Linked DNA regions of Triticum aestivum: region 2 is linked to region 1. The links are chromatin contacts, called in public Hi-C maps. All regions are on one chromosome and are shown on one strand. The core of a region is the stretch at or near the end of the contact, and the rest is flanking DNA. Distances in the headings are between cores, read along the strand shown. Region 1 holds the start of LOC123181490 (inactive poly [ADP-ribose] polymerase RCD1). Region 2 holds the start of LOC123181492 (probable xyloglucan endotransglucosylase/hydrolase protein 29).

Evidence for each region. Hi-C and Micro-C count contacts between places; a contact is called where the count stands out from the background.
Region 2: a Hi-C map of leaf shows a contact between it and region 1, with 7 times the contacts expected there. The contact joins the promoter of LOC123181492 here to the promoter of LOC123181490 in region 1. A contact is called at or near these places in 2 of 5 Hi-C or Micro-C datasets (both in leaf) and 1 of 1 datasets of contacts at active chromatin or transcription factors (leaf).

Annotation. Positions count from the first base shown.
Region 1 is chr1D:284,057,915-284,060,614 of IWGSC CS RefSeq v2.1, forward strand. It overlaps LOC123181490 (inactive poly [ADP-ribose] polymerase RCD1), which reads right to left and starts at 1,312. Exons shown (of 7, transcript XM_044593756.1): 1 at 1,084-1,312.
Region 2 is chr1D:284,791,830-284,794,529 of IWGSC CS RefSeq v2.1, forward strand. LOC123181492 (probable xyloglucan endotransglucosylase/hydrolase protein 29) reads left to right here and starts at 1,394. Exons shown (of 4, transcript XR_006491750.1): 1 at 1,394-1,690; 2 at 1,847-1,947.

The sequences.
Region 1 (2,700 bases), core at 62-2,561:
AAAAAGGACAAAAAAACTAGAATATCTTAAATCAAGCAAACAGAATATATGCAAATCAAAGATCTCAGTACTCTGTCGGCAGCTAAACATACGAGTAAATTCCCCAAAACTATCATGTTACATAAGCACGACAAACAACGAACTAGATAAAATAAAATAAAAAGCAAAATACTTCAATATGGAATTATCTATTGATTTGCACCCATAAAGTCCTCATATGCAGAAGCCGCCATTTGTTGAAGGGTGTGAGCACAAGAGTTCAGTCATATATAGCGCGCTTGAGACAGCTATTGCATTAATGGGCTCAGAAATTACAATTATCACCCGGAACTATCATGTATTCATTTGCGCGCGAAAATTATGCTTCGTAAACCAAATATTTGAAACAGCTTGCCTAATCAGGAGAACAGGGCTTTAAAAAACCTACTGCATTAATTGGGCTCAAAATTTATAATTATCACCCCAAACAAACACATATTCATCTAAGCGCGAAAAACGCTTCGTTGACCAAATATTTGAAACAGCTGGCCTAATGAGAAAATCACAGGATATATGGCTTGAAAAAATCTATTGCGTTAATAACGGGGCTCAGATATTACGATTACGACGCAGAACTATCATGTATTCACCTGCGCACGAAAATATGCTTCGTAAGCCAAATATTATTTGAAACAGCTGGCCTAATCAGGAAATTACATGAAGTAAAAGGCAAATGATGTCTCAAGTTGAATCTAGCAAAGTTGTGATGAAAATAACTAGTTCCTCACCACACAAACAAGATGGAGATAAGCTAACGCGAAATTCACAACAAAGATGGAATTTTTAATATTTAGCGAGTCAAGGGTGCACGGAATCCACTACGTAAATCCTAAATCTACAACTTTAGCAGTCAACAACCAGCTTCCCGGTGCCAGAGATGATCGAAACCGAACAAAAAAGCCTAGCTAATTCTCACAAAAGAAAATACACCAGATCGAACATATACAGATATAAAATTATCACACACGGCCTAACAATCGGGCGGGTCGCGTAGATCCATGCACGGGGCGAGCCGAATCGATCGATTCACCGACCGACGCTTACCTAGGGTTAGCGGCAGCATCAGCAGGGGTCACGGCGTAGGATATTGAGCGGTTCATCTTGCCCGATCTAACCCCCTGTCACCCCCCCCTAGGACTCCCCTACGGAGCCCACTTTATCCCCCGGCTGCGATTGCCGGAGCTACCCCGCCGAAGACGCTCCCTCGGCCGGCGGCGATACGTGGCTGGTCAAAGCAAAGGACTCGGCTCGGAGAATCGCTGCGGCGGCGGCAAGGGGGCGGGGGCGGGGGCGGGGCCAAAGGCGAGAGGAAGGTCGGGGGTAGAGGAGCCGTGCGGCGGTGGGGGAAATATTATTGGGCGGAGAAATAACGCGGGTCCACGCCTTTGTCGTGCCCACTTGCGACCTTATTGTGCTCCACCCACCGCCTCCGCGGCCGACACGCGGGTCCTGGTGCGGGTCGGGCCCGCCTGGCGGTGGGGCGGGGTGCGCTAAACTTGGATGCCAAGTTGCGTGGCCGGAACGATTTTTCTTGGGCCGTAAGCAAAATGGGGACGCCGTGATGCCGACATCCAGCGATCGGACGGTTCACACCCGCGGTCAACGTTCTCTGCCCCGCCCGCAGCCGTCCGTCCGTCCGTGATGCCAGATATTCGCCGTCTAGCACTAGTTTTTTTTACGTCCGGACCGGTTGCGTGCATTATTGGGGTTCGTTCATGTCGAGTACGGGGTGACGTGCTCCTGATGGAACTTCGTGTTGGCCTCCGATTTGATTTTCTTATGGCTTGGGTATACATCGCAATTGCACTGCATGTTTCACGAACCTATCTATCAACCGACGTAGTATGTATCTATACGATACATACCACATGTAATTAAGTAAGTATGCTCTCGTCGAGGCTGCGTACTTTCAAGACTATTTCTGTCCCAGTCATCGGCAGCCATACCAGAGAAAACGAAGCTCGTTTGAAAAGGCTAGCCCTTAATTTACTCGCGACTCTAAGTGGCAGCATATAGATGTTCGAGTCATTTTCTTATAAGCTCGTCGCCGTTGGAGGTGCAGTTTTCTTTTCACACAATTAGTTGGTCAATAAGACCTTAATCGAGTCAGTGTAGTTGACTATGTTGAGCTCTAGTTGCCTTGGGTGCATGAACTGCTTGGAATTCAAAGTATTGCTTCTTCTTTGTCTTGTATGATTTTTTTCTAGAATACACACGAGTGTGTATCATAAATTGATACTCCCTCCTTCCCATTTTGTCAGACGTATTAGTTTTTACATGCAGTCTCAATATGTAAGACGCATGCAGTCGATTTCCTCTCTGGAGTTGTTATAGAGTATCGCTAATTTCCTGGAGATGGTCCCAAGAGGTCGTGCATGCCTTCCTCCTCGTTTTTTGAGTCGTGGACGCTTCCTGCTAAGATGGCTCAATTAACGATGATTGATGCGTTAATTTTCGTGCTAAAACTAGTATGCCTAACAATATGGTAAGGAGGGAGTAGAAGAAAGGGGTGAAGAGCCCACCATCATAGCGTTACAACAATAAATTTTACGTTTCTGGACGCAAAATAACACCGTATGCCCTAGAACCGCACACAACTACTTGTCGCTACCTCACCCATCAAGCGTTGCAAAAAAGAGAGATAGATCTCCTCTAAGTAGG
Region 2 (2,700 bases), core at 144-2,643, 730 kb after region 1:
TTGCAAATGCGAAAGAACAAGTCTTTCGACATTTTGAAACGGCGTCGAAAATAATTCTCCGGAAAAACAGGTGATGATGCAAAGTAGTTGTGCACCAACCGTTTGTGCGCATCAATCCGTTCTCTCCGAATGAACGCACGACCATAAACGGAACCACCGTGCTTCGGTTTCTTCCTCTTGTGCATGGCCACTAGCATAGCAATCTCCTCTTCTTCATGCAAATCAAATTCCTCGTCCGACGATGAATCATCCACGAAAGAGGAGTCAACCGAGCTCATCTACAATTCAAACAACCACCGTCAATCATACTATCCAATCCCAAGTTAAATCATCAAGTTTTGTCATTTTTTTACCTTGGGGAATTCCGTCGAACACCTTGTGCGCGCGGTGGAAGAAGATGGCCGCCGGTTGGATTGGCTGCTGCGGACGGCTGCGGTCGGCTCCGGACGGTGGCGGTGATAAGAAATGAGGTAGGAGGCCGGCCAAGAGGAGCTCGGCGGGCGGCGCAGACTAGTTCGGCAGCCGGGCGGAGGGCTTGGTGCGGCGATCGTGTGGCCGGCGCAACGGCCGTGGACAGGCTCACAGCCGACGGGAGGAGGTCGGCGGCAGCCTATAAGACCCGGCGGAGGCCTACAGCCGGACCGTCGGAGGGGCCGAATCCCGCGCCGGCTGCCACCCGATTCGGCGGCGTCCGGACGGCGGCGGGGAGGCGACGGCGGCGGAGGGCGGCGGCGGGGATGTGGGGTGGTGGCGGCGCCGACGGTGAGGTTTTGGGCGGTCGCGGCTGCGGATTCCGGCCGGCTGTTCTTCGGGCGGGCGGACGGGCGCGGGCGGGAAAGGAAATGAAGTAGCGGTTGGGCGTTCGCGGGCGGCTGCTGGTTTTGGACCAGATGCACCTTGTGATGTATATTTGCACCGCGAGGTGTTGTATTTACATCACGAGGAGGCCGCGGTCCAATTTTTTTTCATATGAACCGTCTATTGGAGCAGCGTTTTTTGCCCCAGACGGTTCAAAAGTTAGATATTTTTACATATGGACCATCTATTGGAGATGCTCTAAAGCAGATGAATAAATGGATCGTCTAGATTAGGCCGTCCGCTTTAACTCACTCCAGGATAGATGTCACATGATTTGTTGCGGAAATAGAACGATAGAGATGCATGAGAATAGGTTCAAAAAATCCGTTAAAAAAAGAGAATAGGTCCAAAAAAATTATGTATGAGAATTAAGTGCATTTTTGTTTGGTCAAATATAAGCATTACTCGTATTAGAGATAGTATAATACTCCGGGCCCACAAGTCGGCGTAGGCCGCCGGCGGCTCCGCCAAAAAGGAACTGAGCCCAATCGCATCGTCTCGACAAAGGAAACATAAGATGACATGCATATATATCGACGCGCGCGGCACAGGCACGCCACACGGACACAGAAATACATACACGCATAGAGCCGCGGCTGCCTCCTGCGTGCAGGATCGAGCTCCGTCGATCGATCGGACTAGCGAGTTGCCATGGCAGCAGCCAGTGCTCTTCTCATGGCGGCTCTCGCGGTCTTCGCCACGGCCGCGGCGGCGGCGCTGGACACGTCGCCGGTGCCGTTCGATGCCGGGTACGCGCCGCTCTTTGGGGGCGACAACCTCGTGCGGTCGGTGGACGGCCGGAGCGTCACGCTCAAGCTGGACCGATACACCGGTGAGTAATTCAATCAATGGAACGGTATGTATTTCCGATACCCGTTTACATACCCTGATCGCGATCAAAGTAGATTTGGTTTTCGGCAGTTATTTGATCGCTCCATCGATCGAGAACCCGATAATTATTCCAAACTAAGTGAGTATGACGATGCAGGGTCTGGGTTCATATCCAAGTCGGCCTACCGCCATGGCTTCTTCGGCGCTTCCATTAAGCTGCCGGCCGACTACACCGCCGGCGTCGTCGTCGCCTTCTACGTACGTGCCCCAGCCTAGCCCCCCCTGTTCCAGTTTGATCCTTTTATTTACTTGCTTCGTTCGATCGATTAATCAGCTGGGTCACTTGATATTTCGACATGACTAAGCCTAGAAATCAACTCTACTTACGCTGGTGACTGGTCTAGGTAGATCGATTGACCATACATGTCCTACGAGTTAACCAGTGATCCACAACACACTTTGATCATGAACAATTCTCCGCTGGCTTGTCAGCGAACAGCACCACAATCCACCGGGTGGAACCGTGTAAAGTGCTGCTCGTTCTTGTCCGTGGAAACGGCTGAACAAGTGTAGCTGCGTACCACGCGGCGGGAATGGAGGAGAAATTCCATCTACTTTCCCCTCCGGTGCTGGTGCAGTGCACACCGGTCAGCATCATGTCGATCGCTTTCGCTTTAGCACCGCCCTAACACCGGTCCTGCTAGGTAGGCGTACACGAAACACCCATCCGCCATCAGCCCGAGAAAAAGAAGATACGCGCGATATATACTAAGCTATTGGTGTAGAAATGGACGTCCATCATCTTGGCGTGCGTCGACCAGTTGCCCTGCAGTATGGGTAATCTATCGGTCTAAGCTAGCTCGATCCATCTCGGGTGGTTGCATTGCATTGGTGGGATGTGTCGACATCGATGGCTAGCGAGCTGGCTTTTCTGGCCTGAAAATTGTTGCTGATTTTATTACCCTACTTGGCCCGAACAACGCTAGTGAGGCCGAGTGATGGTTTGTTAAT